3 separate regions of the Mus musculus genome follow, and regions 2 and 3 are each linked to region 1. Evidence: chromatin contacts called from public HiChIP or PLAC-seq and Micro-C data. All regions are on one chromosome and are shown on one strand. Each heading gives the region's core, a stretch centred on a gene start, on an enhancer-like site or on the middle of the called end of the contact. The rest is flanking DNA. Distances are from core to core; before and after follow the strand shown.

Region 1 (5,114 bases), core at 1,098-3,597:
CTTGAAAGGCAGAGGCAAGTGGATCTCTGAGGCCAGCCTGGTCTACAGAGTGAGTTCTAGGACAGCCAGGGCTACACAGAGAAACCCTGTCTCAGAAAAGAAAGAAAGAAAGAAAGAAAGAAAGAAAGAAAGAAAGAAAAGAAAGAAAGAAAGAAAGAAAGAAAGAAAGAAAGAAAGAAAGAAAGAAAGAAAGAAAGAAAAGGCAGGCATCTCTGCTCGTTTGAGGCATAGCTCAGTGGTTTTTGTAAAAAAAAAAAAAAAAGCCTGAGTTTTGTCTTCAGCATCCCAAGCAAATAAATTTTTATTTATTTATTTTTAATTTTATGTATTTTGGTGATTTGACTACATGTATATTTGTGGGGGGGGATGTGGGGGGGGGATGTCAGATCCCCTGGGGCAGGTATCACAGCCAGTTGTGAGCTGCCATGTGGGGGAATTGAACCCAGGTCCTCTAGAAGAACAGCCAGTGTTCTTAACCGCTGAGCCATCTCTCCAGCCCCGTGTTTTGTTTTCAAAACAGGGTTTCTTTGAGCCCCATCTGTCCTGGAACTCACTCTAGACCAGGCTAGCCTCAAACTCACAGAGATCTGCCTGCCTCTGCCTCCCAAGTGCTGGGATTAAAGGTGTATATATCTCTATCTCTATCTATCTATCTATCTATCTATCTATCTATCTATCTATCTATCTATCTATCTATCTATCTATCTATCTAATTTAAAGACAGTTTCTCTACATAGCCCTCATTGTCCCCTGGAACTCACTATGTAGACCAAGTCAGTCTCGAACTCACAGTTTGAGATTAAATCCCAAGCACCAGGATTAAAGGTCTATGCCACCATCGCCATGCCTGGCTTTAATTTACTTTTGATTTGGGTACTGTGCTTTCCAATTCATGAAGCATCCTGACACGATCTTCAGCACTGGGAAGAATTATAATCCATGATCCTCTTGTGTTATAAGGAAATGAAGGTTCAGGGTGACACCCAAGGTGACACAGAGAGGAAGTGGCAGAGCCAGGCTCAAGTTCCTTGAGGGCATCTTTTAAGTCCAGGGGAGTGGGAAACTGAGGCTGGAAGCAGCATCTTCGGTGATGCCCAGAGGTTCAGGCGGTTTGGTAGGGTTCTAACTAGGAGGATGGGGCCCTGGGTTCCTTCCTGACTTCTCAAACATACTGGGTAATTGGGGATTTTGGTGGCCTTGTCTTTCTGCCTAGCTGATTCACCCTGAGGAGTCTTCACTACTGTGTCTTCAGAGCCTACACGATGACACATAGTAGGTGCTCAATAAATATACCCCGTGAGTGGCGTCCTGGGAAGCCCTACAGGGGTGTGTTCCCTCCTACTTGAAGGCAGCAGTGGCCTCAGGATCAAACCTGCAGATTTAGCCAGCCCCAGCTTCTACTCTGGGTCACCCCTGGCAAGGACAAGGACATCATGGAGGCCAGTTTTGAACCTAACACTGGGTCAAACTCTGAAGTCAGCTCACCCTAGTTAACCTCTTTGCTCTGACTGCCTGGTCCTGGCCAAAATCATCCCATTGTTCCCAGACTCAGTTTTCCCGGATGTAAAAACCTGTAATGTGAAATGTCCCCTACTCTGTAAAAACCCGCAGCGGGGCGAGAAGCCACGCCCCCGTCACAGCAGGAAGGGGCCGGGCCTTTCCGGGACTCTAGGGCTTCCCAGGCCTCGGGGAACTGAGTCTGGAGACACAGAGGGTGGGAGTGGGTGCCTGGAGCTCCCAGTACGCAGGGGGCGTCCAGTGACCCTGCGTGACCTTGAGCAAGGTCCTTTCTTCCCTTCAAACCCAGCGACCGGTGCCCTGGGCTGTGCTGGCAGGCGGGGGCCGCTGGCATGCTCGTTGGCATCAGTTTCCCCTCCAGCTACTCAGGAGTCCCGAGAGCACTTCCGGGTTCGGAAGCGCAGTGGAGGCGGCGTGGGGACGATCGGGGCTCCCCGCGGGCTTACCTGGAGGCGGCAGCGACGGATGGGACGACGGCAGAACTTCTGGCAGCCCCGCAGCTCCCGCCCTGGCGCTCCCCGCCTGTTCTCTCCCTGGCCCAGCCGCCCCACACCGGCCCGGGCCGGTCCCGCCTGCGCAGCCCTAGGGCCCGGGCCTTCCGGGCTGGGCCGGGCGCACCGCCACCTAAGCCACCAAAGCCATCGCCCGGGTGCTGGCCTTGGGACGGGACCCGCACTTCTGTGTCTCCCGCTCCCCAGGAAGCGAGAGCGCGGGGCACAGGAGGGGTCTGCAGAGAGTGCTCACCAGGGGCTGGGCTGGCATGAGGGGAGTTCGAGCAGACACTTGAAGGGGAAGCTTCCAAATTTTGCCGCCACACTTGAAAAGAGCCTGTCCCAGAAGGTGCCTCCCCCTCCTGTGCACACTGCTCGGTGAAATTTGCAACACCCACGCCTTCTGATCGTTCTTTCACTTTCTCTAATGCTCGCCAGTCGTTGCACCCGTGGCTCTTCCGTCCCACGGGCCTCCGTTTTGGGGTTCCATTCCTGTTAGACTAGCCACCCACTCAGCTCTAGTCTTTGAACAAGTATTTGCTGAGCACCTACTACGTGCCAGCAAGGTTATGGATTAGCACACCAGGCCTTCGGGCCCATATTTTAATCGTAGTATTTAACACTGAAGTTGATTGTTTTCCTGTTTGCCAATTTATAATCTGGGTATCCCACACTAGAACTTAAAGACCCCAAGAATGGAAGGGGGGGTTGTCTCCCATGCCTCATCCTCCGCTCTCCTCATTTGGGAGCCGGCTCTTGGTTGCCCAGGCAACCTGTGAAATTTCATCACACCTAATCTACAGGTGAGGAAGTAGGTGGCCATCCTGGTCAGGGCTGGAATCTGAGTCACCATGACCTCTGACGTCGTTGCTCTTTCCCCTGGAGAAGATAGGCTGGAGTTGGAAATGGAAAAAGTTCTCGAGCGGACAGATGAGACGTGCGGCATTCCAGCAGGGAGCCTTATGACTCAGGATCCGACTGGAACGCTAGAGGGCCTCCATCACCTGATCTCTCTATCGGCCAATCAGGACCTAGAAGAGCTAGGAGGTTATTGTAGGTCAAAAAAGGACAGTTGTGGAGGGTTGAAGGATTCTAGCTGAGATTCTGGGCATCACTAAGTTGGGGAAATAACCATACCAAGGTGGCACGCTCCCCCCGCCCCCCGCAAATATCATGGAATTTTAAAAGATCCTATTGTTGTCTATGAGGAATGGAGGATTGGAGTGACCAGAGGCCACCGATTAAGAAGCGGTCCTGAGCTGAAGTAGCCAGCCTCAGCCTGAGCAACTAACTACCTTAGCCTTTCAGATGTGAGACAGCTGCCGTTTTTTTTTTTTTTTTAATTTCAGCATAAGTTGATTTTAGTAAGTTCTTGATATTAAAAAAAAATAAATGTAACTCTGAAAGTTAAAAAAAAACGGTCATTCTCTAATGGAAAACAGAATCACAATGGATAAAGAAAATCAATATGGAAAATAGTTTTAGAAAAGAAGACATACTCAAAACAAAGTGATCGCTTAGGTGGGGTTTGGGGACAGTAAAGACGCAGGGAGAACACTGCGAGTGACTCCTCTGCTTTTAGTCCATAGCCACATATCAATATTGATTTTTTAAAAAAATCTTGTCCAATGTATCAGTGTTAAGATTGGAAAGTAAGGCAAAGGTCACATGGATTTTTGCTGAGGACTCTGCACTATTTCTGAAACTCTCCTGTCCGCTGGTCGCTCTAAAGCCCTTGTCACACACGTTTGCTAAGCAAGTGACAGCTTGCATCCTTACTGTAGTTACAGGTTGCCTCTGAGCTAAGCCCTGCTTTGCCTTTGTTTAAAAGGATCAGCAGGGCCTGATGGTGAAACCACAGCTCCTTGTTGCAGCGTGGTGCCAAGGCTGAGGCAGGGGGATCACAGGCTTGAGGCCTTCTGGGGGCTTTACAATGAGTCAAAGGTCATCCTAGGTAATTTAGTGAGACCATGTCTCAAAAATAAAAAGGCGAGGAAGGCTACAGCTCGGTGGCAGGGCCCTGGCCTGGCAGGTTCCTTCCCTTGACATCCATAATGAAGGAGTGGGCCCTGCGGGCCCTGCTTTTAGAGTCTGAGGGCAGCAAACGGGCCTCTCCACAGAAAGAAGTGAGGATAGTGTTCTCCCTGAGTGATTTAAGGCCTTTTAACATGTGGCTATGTACTAGCTAATAATGAATTTTGTATCACCAGGGTATTTGTCTCAGACTTTTAAAATGTATCATATTACGGGAGGGATGTCAAAGGTTCTCTTGTCTTTATTGGAGGTTGGCCCCAGGATCTGGAATGAGTGTTGAACTTTGGAAGTATAGCCCCGTCCCTCTTTTTAGGTCAGAGGAGGATATCAGGTATCCAGTTCTGTCACTTTCCACTTTTTCCTTCAAGGCAGGGTCTCTCCATGAACCTAGAGCTACCCTCTCATTTCCAAGGGGATGAAAGAAGGTTCAGACCTTCAGTGTGGACCAGAGCCTGGCCCTGCACTCGAGGCCTCTTGCCTGTCCTTTCCACTCACATCCCCCTGCAGCACTGCCTGACTTCTCTGCCCACTCCAGGGCAGCAGTGACCTTGCCTGTACTCTTGTCCCCAAGCTCTGATGTTCCAGAAGATGGTTGGGACCAGGTCATCTTCAAAGAGACAGTAGTATTAGAATATCTTTGCCCAGGGACCCCAAAGATACCTTGGCTGGGACCCACCCTAAGCCAGGAATGACAGGGGCTGTGGGTCTAGGTCCCAAGCTAAGACACGGGGCAGTAGTTATTTGATCAAATGAGGGCATTCTTCAAGCCTGGGACTCCAGTGTTCTCACCTGTGGGATTCCAAGCAGCGAAGCCTGGAGAGGGGTAGTCAGCAAGCCCAGCCTGCTTTTTAATCTTTCTTCCTTCAGCAACCTGCTCATCTCTGAATCCCCACGGTTCCTGTAGTTCATTTCATATTTTCTGTGACATTTCTCCCACACCCATAGGCAGCGATCAGATTTTAGGTTCGTTCTATTCACAAAGGAGGATTCACATTGCTAAATCTGGGCTAATTCCTAAAATCTCTAGCATAGACTGACCGTGCAACCTTAAGCAGGTAGATTCACCTGTCT
Region 2 (5,114 bases), core at 826-3,325, 360 kb before region 1:
CACCTATTTGGTTCTGCAATGAATACACACACGGTTGTGTGGGCACAGCAGAGGCGTCCCTGCCACTAGTAGCTATGGCCTTGACTAAATTACTCAGTTTTTCACACCCTTACCAACTGTAAATAGGAGTAAAAGTGACAGGTTACAGAGAAGTCCCTAGAATTGTTCAGGCTGAGCTGACAATGGACAGCATAAGTAGTTAGTGGACAATGACACAGGGGATAACTGAACAGCAAGACACAGGAGGTACACTGGCTTTAATATCCATGAGCAGAAGGCCCTGTGTGGAGCCACACCTGCCACCCCAGGTACCAGAGCATTGGGTCTGGGGCAGAGGACACAGGAAAAGAGAAAAGGCCACAGACCACAAGCAAAGCGGCCCTGAGGGAACCCCACGTGGAGAAGTCTTGACTTTAGACTGGGGGCTGTAGTCCAGAGCTCTATGGTCACCATAAGGTGTTTTGAAAGACGACGCTGAGTGCACTATGGATGATGGGCAGTTCTGATCACAGGGGGAGGAAGGTGCCAAAGGAACTGGGGACAGAGACAGGAAGGCTTCGCTAAGGGCCTGTGAAGAGGAAAGTCGGGGCCAACTACAGACTCTGTTCGTGAAAACGAGCTAGGGCTGGGCTGTCAGTGTGAGTCCCTACTCCTCTCTCTCCCCCTGCTGAGAAGCCCAGGTGAATGGTTGAATGATAGATGGATGGATGCATGGATGAATGGACAGATGGATCAGTGGGTGGGTGGATGGATGGATGGATAGATGGATGGATAAACGAATGGACAGATGGATGAGAGGAACTTCCTACACTTAGAAAGTCTTGCTAGCAGTCCAAAGGCTGTCAGGGGATCACTAGGAACCTAGAAGGGAGTAGGTTTAAAGAACTATTAATGTGGACGTTTTCCTTCTTTAAGAACATTACATTATGGAGCTGGAGGTATGGTTTAGTGGTTACAAGCACTAGCTGCTCTTCTAGAGGACCTGGGTTCGATCCCAGTACCCACATGGTAGCTCCCAGCCATCTGGCACTCCAGACTTAAGAGGATCTGACACCCTTTTCTGGGTTCCTCAGGTACCGGGCATGCTTGCTGCCAAACATGACCCACTCACTAGGTCAGAGCCCACAAGGTGAAAGGACTCACCTGGTTCCTGCAAGTTGTTTTATTAATCCCAAAGATGGAAGAGAAGGACCAAAGTCATCAGGGCCAAGTGTATTAAAGCAACTAATTAGTAAAGCAAGCTTTTTATTCCTGTACAAGGCTGCCTCTCCCTAAGGTGGAGTTTGAGAGGTCAGTAGGAAAGTTTTAACCAAACGGTGCTTAAATATGCCTAAAACAAACAACTCCAAGTATGACTGGCAACATTTAAAGCAACAATGTCTGTTACTGCTGTGTTGAACCAAATTCCCTTCTTGTCTCTCAAGCACCGTTACTAGGCCAGTCGTGGCAGATGAAGAGACTCCCATAGGCTACATCATCCCACTTCCAATGCCAGTTGTGGGGATACTCCTTGGTGAAGCTGAAACCACTGCTAAACCAACAGGCACCCAGAACTTGGGAGAAAAATCCAAGACCCTGAGCCCGGCTGCAATAAGAAGGCAGATCGACTGCTTGGTCCAAAGTCTTTCTGGGGTTCTGCTGACTGCAAAACAGGAAACCCATCAGATGAGGGTTCAGAGGCACGCACCTGCTAGGCACTAGTTCGGGAGAGTCTACACAGTTCGAGATTCCCAGTGTTCTCAATGCCCTAGACATAGGCTGGCCACATGGAATTTGGCGGAGCCAGGGTTGGTCTATTGTGAGAGGGTCCTGGGCCACTTTTCTGGAAGGGTGGAAACCGCAGAGTTGTGTAAAGTCAGCCTGAGGAGCTTGTGGTTCTCGGAGCTCTTGGGAGGACAAGGTGCGATCACAGCCCCAGGAGCCGGAAGAAGCTGTACCGGGGAAGAATCAACTCTGCTCATTGCGGGTGGGTGATAGGCAAGACCGTTACCTTTGGAGCTGCTGCAGCCCAGCTCAAACCCCAGGACACCTTGGATCGTCTCTGCATAAAATAGCCTTCCGTGACCACTCCCACAGGAGGCGGGGCTAGCGGAGAAAGGGCAGGAAAGTGTGGGCCTGTGCACAAAACTTCTGTAGAGCTGAGAACTCTACAACAGTGCCACCTGGAGGTCAGTGGCAGGTCTCATGAGCTAGGTCGGAAGTTGCAGACACCTCTAGCTTCCTGCCTCTCTCTGGCCCATTCATGAGCTGCCCTGGGCTCTCTGTACCCTCCTAGAAGGAGTTTAGCAGGTGGGTGAATCCTGGAGAGCTGTCTCTGTTTTTTTGTTTTGTTTTTTTGTTTTTTGTTTTTTTTTTGAGACAGGGTTTCTCTGTGTAGCTCTGGCTGTCCTGGAACTCACTCTGTAGACCAGGCTGGCCTCGAACTCAGAAATCCGCCTGCCTCTGCCTCCCGAGTGCTGGGATTAAAGGCATGCGCCACCATGCCCAGCTTGTTTTTTGTTTTGTTTTTGTTTTTGTTTTTTTGGCGGGGGAGCTGTCAATGAATTGAGGTTTGCTGGGAGCTCTAGTAAGGGTCCCTGTGGAAGGACAGCAAAGAAGGTCTGTCAGCCCTGATTTACTAATCCAGGAGAAGTTTCCCTCAAACTCTCAGGCAGTTTAGACTGTTCAGAGAATCGAGGGTGGAGCGAATCTCAAGTAGCAAATGTTCACTCCAGGCATCTTTGAGAACATTTATGCAGTAGGGACTTAGAATTTACACCAAATGAAGACTGTAACAAATTGGGACGTGGGGATAAATGGACAAGATTTTCTCACCATAACCCTTTAAAAAGACAGTTGAAGTCAGGGCGGCCGTTCTTGCTTGTAATCCCTGCACTCTGGAGGCTGAGGCAGGAAGTTTGCCAGCAGTCAAAAGTCAGCGGGATTATATAGCAAGCAGTAGACCAGCACCGACCAAATAGCACATGGTGTGGTGGTCTACCCCTGTGATTCCGGCACTCCAGAAACAGGGGCAGGAGAATCAACGCAAGTTCAAGGCTGTCCTGGACAACATAGGAACAACAGGTCTGCCAAGCCCATAGAACAAGACTGTTTCAAATGTCAAAATAGGGTTTGGATTATAGCTTAGCTGATTGGATGCTTGCCTAGTCCTGGGTTAAGGACCCAGTGAGTAAGGTAACACCCTCTTTTCCTGATTCCATTTTGTGTTTGCTTAGACCAGTGGTCCTCACCCTTCCTAATGTTGTGGTGACCCCAACCCTCAATTTATTTTTGTTGCTACTCCATAACTGTAATTTTGCTACTGAATATAATGCAAATATCTGATATGCAGGATATCTATATGTGACCTCTGTGAAAGGTCCTTTAACATCCCCAAAGGGGTGGTGATCCACGAGAACCTAAGGTTTAGAAGGTTCTCACCCTCTACCTGCTTAATAGTGATGTTGCCTAGCAACACATTTGGACTTTCTATGACATTGACCATAGTCCAGATGTATTGATCAAAATAATTATTTTCTGAAACTTAACATTAACTCAGGAAGTTATAAGTAAAACAATAACAACAACCACAGCAACAACAACAACAACAACAACAACAGTCACTTAATGTCTGAAATAATATGAAAAAAAGTTACTATGGTCTTCCTGAAATGAGTGTTTCAAGGTTACTCTGACCCTTATTGAACTCCTAAGTAAATTATAGTCTTTGTGGGGTTTGCCTTTAAAAACATCATTGTGCCTCCAAACTTTTGCACAAGAGACTCTGAGACATAAACCCCTTTTTGGTCACTGGCCAGTAAAGGACTCATATACTTTAAATTGGCTTAATCATCCTGGTTGTCTGTATCTTATCACTATTATTATTGTTGTTGTTGTTGTTGTTGTTGTTGTTGTTGTTATAGTAAGACAAGCTCTCGGGGCTGGTGAGATGGCTCAGCGGTTAAGAGCACTGACTGCTCTTCCAAAGGTCCTGAGTTCAAATCCCAGCAACCACATGGTGGCTCACAACCATCTGTAATGAGATCTGATGTCCTCTTCTGGTGTGTCTGAAGACAGCTACAGTGTACTTACATATAATAAATAAATAAATAAATCTTAAAAAAAAAAGACAAGCTCTCTCTATGTAGTTATGGCTGCCTTGGAACTCACTATGTAGATCAGGCTAGCCTCAAATGTACAGAGACCCACCTGCTTCTGCCTCTGGGGCTGTGGCTTTCAGGTTGGGAGCCTTGTGCCCAGCCTCTTACATGGAGTATTCTTCTAAGCAGCACCCAAAATTGAGTTTGGCATGGAGTGGTGGCAAACACCTGTAATCCTAGCACTCATGAGATGGAGACAGGTTGGTCTCTGTGAGTTCAAGACCACCCTGGTCTACACAGTGAATCCTAGGCCAGTCATGTCTGCATAGAGACTTTGCTGAAGAAGAAGAGGAAGAAGAAGAAGAAGAAGAAGAAGAAGAGGAGGAGGAGGAGGAGGAGGAGGAGGAGGAGGAGGAGGAGGAGGAGGAGGGAAAGTATGCTTTCCTAACCATCACTTAGTAACTTTTAAAACCAGAGATTCTAAAATAACCCAATGCTATCTCAGTGTTGAGAGACAGGAGGACATCTTTGTTTTCTTGTTCTCTAACCATTGCATTCTGTAAGAGGAAGAAAACCACACAGAGTAGAAAGAGAGGTGATGTGTCCTGGGCATTGGTCATGCTGAATGTCAGCGATACGGTGTGTTCCCAGCCAAGCCTGCCAGAGGATGTTAAAATAGAATACTGTCACAAATGTCTTTGATTAACTATGAATTAATGATAGACCATTGCGTGTTCAAAAATCTTTTATTGTTACCAAATTTTCATGACCCCTCCCTATTCACTGATGCTAGCTGCTATGGTTTGCATATGCTCAGCCCACGAAGTGGCACTATTAGAAGATGTAGTCCTGTTGGAGTATGTGTGTCACTGTGGGCGTGGGCTATAAGCCTCATCCTAGCTGCCTGGAGGTCAGTATTCTGCTAGCAGCTTTCAGATGAAGATGTAGAACTCTCAGCTCCTCCTGCCCCATGCCTGCCTGGATGCTTCCATGTTCCTGCCTTGATAATGGACTGAACCTCTGAACCTGTAAGCC
Region 3 (5,114 bases), core at 917-3,416, 260 kb before region 1:
TCCCCTGAAGAGCAGATGCATAGCTGGGTCCCTCTGCCCTGCTTATCTATAAAACCACCCTTCTGGATTCACTAGTCAATAACTGGGCATGGAGTGCCAACCTTGGGCCAGGCCCTGAACTTGGCCTGAGGCATGAACACATGACAGGGACACAGCAGTTTACCTTTGGTCCTGTACCCATCTTCTTAGGCTGCCCTTCCCCAAAATTACTTCTTATTCTGCAAACTGTAAGCCCTTGACTAAAATGGCTTCTTGCAAGTGCCCTCCTTCAGAAAGCCAGCTTTCTGGACTTTCCCTCCCACCACACTGGTGGTCATGGGATGGGATGAAAATTAAGTAGCCAAAGAAAGGCCATTCCACCGCACCTTCCACAGCTCTCTGCCCATTCAATTAGTCATTCAAAAATTATTTATTGTTGCCTAGGTAACCAGCTCTGTTTTTGATGCTCAATAGTGAATACAAAGTCCCTGGTCTTTACAGAGCTTACAGTGCAGGGGAAAAAAAATTAAAATCAATTAGGAAAAAAACCGCAGTGGGACAAGAGCGGAGGGCATGAAAGGATACGGGTGCTGGCTTCTGAAGTCCATCAGCCAAGGCAGGAGGGGTGGCTTCTGCTAGCTTCCCCATAACTTTAAAAAAGTCACAAAAGTGCCTAAATCACCTGGCAACAAGTAAAATACTGTCCACTAAGTGAGAACTAAGAGGCAAACCAAATGCCACAGGAGAGAGTACAAGGGCCCGAGTGTCATCCAGTCTTCTGCACACAGCCCAACCTGCCCTGCTAAATACAGAGACAAAGTTCCTGGGGAAATCATGAGCAAAGTAAACACCATCAGTTCCCGAGCAAGGCAGGCACACCAAGAGCCAGGCACACGCTGGCCTGTGATAAGCCCCCGCTGTACACTGCACACACACACTCCCCCAGCAATGATAAAGCTGGACAGAAAGCTCAGAGGACTACTATAGCCAAAGGACTCCCAGGGACATGTGAGTGTGTGTGTGTGTGTGTGTGTGTGTGTGTGTGAGTCTGTACCTGAGGCATCCCTTAGGGGCCCTGCAGGGTCACAGTGCACCTCCACAGTCTAAAAGGAAGAGAAGGGCTGATGATGAGACCGTATGCTGCGCCTTGAGGGCCAGCACAGCACAGAGATGGGATGAGCGCTGGTCTCGAGTAGGAGGTGACTGGGCCTTGTAATGAGTGACCGGTACTCACAGGCAGCTCACTTAGCGTGGACCAGGCTTAGAGCCCCATCACCCCATCACTGTGGCTCTTGTCTCTTGTCAGGGGGAAGGCATGTGGTTGTGTGCTGTCTTCTCTGGACTCTGTAAAATCCACTGCCCTGTGTAGGAAGAGCTCAGAGGGATGGCACCGACCTGTATCACAGGAGACTGATTTCCCAAAGCCAGCCCTAACTCGGCACTCTGCCCTATCCAGCACGCCTGGTCAGTCTCTCTCTGCCACTGGACTCACATGTGTCCACAGCCCTTTCTTCTCAGAAGTGGGGTACGTCTTGTGACTACTTTGGCAATCCTACAGCAAGCCTGACCTTGAGTGACTTCTGAGGATAGATGAGACTGGCAGCTTCTCTCCACAGGAAAAGCAGCTCAGACCTTCTAAGACAGATAGGCCCCTAAGCCCTGGCAGTACGTCTGGCTTCCGCTGACGACACCAATACATGCCCCTGAGTCAGAATGGCCTGGCCAGGGTGTCCCCAAGCCGGGCCAGGGTGTCCCTAAGCCGATGACCACAGAAGCCACTCTGGAGGAACTTTGGAGACACTAGGGAATCTTGGGTAACCTTGTTGGATGGCAGTAGCACACAGTTTCTTGCAATGACCACTGGGGGGCAGTCTCACTAGATGAGCCTTGGGCAGAAGAGACCATCAAGGGACCTTCTCGGGCATGCTCAGAAGGCTGCAGAGTCAGTAGTTAATGGGCAGAACAGACAGGAGGGGAGTTGAAAAGCTCAGAGTGCATGCAGTCTGGGCATCCTTTGAAACATGGTGTATCTAACTCCAGGGAGAACCAGGAGCCCACACTACTAGGACTTCCAGGCGGAAGTGGGGCCTGGTTCTCCTGACTGGTTGGGCAGATCTGGACTCTGGTGGCATCTGCATATAAACAGAGCCCGCAGAGCTAGTTTACATTCCAGAGGGGTTTAGTGAATACTCACTTCAGACTGCACAGGGTGAGCTGCTGGCGCCTGGAGGCTGGGCTGACTCACCACAGACTTGTGGTGTCCCACTTGACCAGGACTGGCCTCCAGGATGGTCTTGTGACCCAACAAGCATTGTTTAGCAGAATCTGTTTTTTGCCTTGGAACACAGAACAGTTTGTGCTGGGGGCTATTTGGGAGAGAATGAAGGGCAAACCCAGCCTCCATGTCAGGTCACTCAGGAAAAACGCGCATTTTGGTTGAATAAAATGAAAAGTGATTTTTCTACTGAATAACTGTCCCTGGGAGGCACACTGATGACAGTGGCCCAGACACAGTGAATCCTCAGGGTGGCATTTGTTTCCATGGAAAATCTACTGAGGAAACAAAACAACATCTACTTGGGCAGAAGGTCCCTGAAACTTGTCATGGATGGGTCAGTGACATCTTTTGAAACAGACTAAATCAACATCATGTGACACACCAGGAACCATTTAGCACTGTCTTGGATCATGCAGATGTCTCTAGAAGATGGTAATCTCTCAGGAAGAAAGGAGCTCAGGTCCCTGAATGGCCTGCCACCTCATGTGCAAGAAATAATTCCCTGCTTTACCTTGGCTCTAGAAAGAACGAACCCTTTAAAGCAAGCAGCATGATGCAGAAGCAATGCCATTTTGACAGTGCCTCCTTCTCACACTGCAGAACTCTTAGCGAGGCATAAGGACATGGCTTCTCTGCCAGGACACGCTCTGGGCAGTCCAGGGCCCATTCTTCCTGGTTCCTGTCTAACTTGACACAGGCTTTCCATGTGGGCTGCCAACGGTCTCTAGGAAGCAGGGGTGTCACTTCAGGTGCCAAGTCACTCTGCATCAACTAAGGAGGATAGACTTGAAAGCCAACATCTGCTGCACACAACCCCCTTACTGTGTGCCATCGGGCAATGGTTCCCTAACGCTGCAGTGAGATGAGGGACAGAAGGACAAGGACAGACTAAGTCCACAGGTGCTGTCAAGAGGTCCTCCCGGAGCACCTTGCAGCCTGCTCTCTGATGCCTTCTCATCCAATGTCCCACAGAGGTTGCAGCTGAGAACAGCCAACTACTTGAACCATCTCCCTATTTCCTGATGTCTCCAAACCCACCTGAGGTTATCAAAACCACACCAATGTGACAGGCTTAGAAGAGTCCCATGATGCCTAGACATGTGACCCAACAGTGGGAATTTCCATGTGCTTCTCCCAGAGGAAACTTAGCAACCTGCACGCAGCTCCTGTCTAGCTCTCTAGCCACCATAGATGGATGGACTGACTTTCCCTGACACAGCCCGTGGGAACCAAAGCCTCCGAGCGAGTCACCCTCAGCTGTGCGTCTGTCTGCAGCGTCAGCTCCCACCTGCAAAACTCAGGGTCATTTCTCCGTGGAGCCTGGAATTCACTCTGTGAGGCTGGTGGAAAGGCAGAGTTCTCTGAAAGGAACAGGTTTCCGGCATCTCCAGGAGGCAGAAACACTCCATGAGTTCCAAGACAGCCTGGTCTACAGAGTGAGTTCCAGGACACAGAGAAACTTTGTCTTAAAATTCAAAACAAAACAAAACAAAAAAGGCCAACTCAATGAGCAAACCAATTCCAAAAGAAAAGGGAAGTAAGTAGCGTTGCCTCTGCTGCTGAGCACTGAGCACTGAGGAGTACTGAGCACTGAGGAGCACTGAGCACTCAGGCTCATGTCCTGGGGAAAGGGTGCCGGCTTCACAGGTGAGTGAAGGCAGTCAGGAAACTCAGGCCTCTTGGCCTGGAGCCAGAGCACTGTGACACTGAGACAGACTGGCCTCCACGCCCAAGACCACTAACCAACAGTATCCAGTCTAATAGTCACTTCCTGTAGCAGCCTGCTGGCACAGAGAATTAATTAGCAACAGTGAAGGTCTTCTCCTGGGAGGGGGGGGGCAATTCCACCACCAATCTGTCTCCTTAGATTACAACCACAGTCTCACACACCACTGACAGGTGATTTCTTAAAAACACTAAAGCGTTTTGGAAACTGTGTCTCTGGATGAGGGTTTCCTGGCCCCTTTAGAAGAGTCCACAGGGCGCCATCACCTATGGTCTGTTCATTAATGGTTCGCAGATGTCTCTAGCTTCTGCCTCTGTACGATCCTGGCTGGTTTCATGTAACCAGCGACTAATCCCTCCACTTTGTCAACTGGCAGCTAGACACATAATTAGGGGCAATCCCAAGATGTCTTCAATAGATGGCATGTGTGCTGTGCACATCCACTTCTATGGTACGGGAAACTCAAACGGACTCTGCGCAAAGGCTAGGCAATTAATCCAGAGTGTCCCTGTATTCCAAACCTGGAAGAAAATTGTTTGGACAACAGTCCGCACGTGCACTGGCTGAGAGAAGTCAACTCCTTTTGTAGCAGCGGCAGCCGACTGACAAGAACCTGCTCTTAAACACATCCATGAGCTAGCCTGGATGCAATTCGTAGTATTTGGATATTTTTTAACATAATACATTGTACATAATATTTACCCCAATAAAGTACTTGTACCGAGTTCAAAGGTGGGGGTGGGAATATGACAGATCAGTTCCCATCAGCCAACAGCACAAATACTCCCAAAGCAGCAATATATGAAGAATGGGGGGGGGGGGCGGGGAGGTCTCCATCAACCCCAAGCATTTTACTTACAAGGAGAACAGGGCTGTTTCTTGATTTAGGCCTAAAGGAAGGCTTGAAAGAAACACAATACTTGTGCATCACATAAGCACTCAGAGGTAAGCTGCTTTCTCAGACCACATGAAGCCCTGGGTTCAAGTCCCAGCACAGCAAAAAGAAAAACAAGAACTCACGGCTATTTTAAAACATTTTAAAACTTTTAACTCACACCCACACTTGCACACACGTACATGCCGTGTACTGATCAGATCGAGGCCCCCCTATGCAGCCTGCCATGCATGTCT

Evidence for each region. A called contact is a pair of places that touch in the nucleus more often than the background predicts. HiChIP or PLAC-seq counts read pairs in DNA pulled down with a chosen protein or histone mark.
Region 2: an H3K4me3 HiChIP or PLAC-seq map of bone marrow-derived macrophages shows a contact between it and region 1, with 4 times the contacts expected there. The contact joins the enhancer-like site here to the promoter of Tmco4 in region 1. A contact is called at or near these places in 10 of 39 promoter capture datasets (the 3T3-L1 cell line, the C10 cell line, the HPC-7 cell line and 7 more), 1 of 484 Hi-C or Micro-C datasets (CD8 T cells), 6 of 115 datasets of contacts at active chromatin or transcription factors (bone marrow-derived dendritic cells, bone marrow-derived macrophages, effector CD8 T cells and 2 more) and 1 of 9 other capture datasets (adipose tissue).
Region 3: a Micro-C map of embryonic stem cells shows a contact between it and region 1, with 2.3 times the contacts expected there. The contact joins the enhancer-like site here to the promoter of Tmco4 in region 1. A contact is called at or near these places in 1 of 39 promoter capture datasets (the C10 cell line), 4 of 484 Hi-C or Micro-C datasets (embryonic stem cells, muscle stem cells, myocytes and 1 more), 2 of 115 datasets of contacts at active chromatin or transcription factors (effector CD8 T cells and memory CD8 T cells) and 3 of 9 other capture datasets (adipose tissue, liver and pancreatic islet).

Annotation. Positions count from the first base shown.
Region 1 is chr4:138,970,138-138,975,251 of GRCm38.p6, reverse strand. Tmco4 (transmembrane and coiled-coil domains 4) reads right to left here and starts at 2,347. Exons shown (of 17, transcript NM_029857.3): 1 at 1,965-2,347.
Region 2 is chr4:139,327,787-139,332,900 of GRCm38.p6, reverse strand. No RefSeq gene overlaps it. Among named protein-coding and RNA genes, the nearest start is that of Akr7a5, 20 kb to the right of the region's middle. Within about 2 kb of position 2,075, at least 63 of the 459 cell types and tissues checked have an H3K27ac peak or open chromatin away from gene starts, as enhancers often do. A contact at or near this core is called in CD8 T cells, adipose tissue, bone marrow-derived macrophages and 2 more, where this site is marked.
Region 3 is chr4:139,229,738-139,234,851 of GRCm38.p6, reverse strand. The region is part of intron 1 of Capzb (capping protein (actin filament) muscle Z-line, beta); the gene reads right to left. Among named protein-coding and RNA genes, the nearest start is that of Capzb, 39 kb to the right of the region's middle. Within about 2 kb of position 2,166, at least 131 of the 459 cell types and tissues checked have an H3K27ac peak or open chromatin away from gene starts, as enhancers often do. A contact at or near this core is called in embryonic stem cells, liver, muscle stem cells and 2 more, where this site is marked.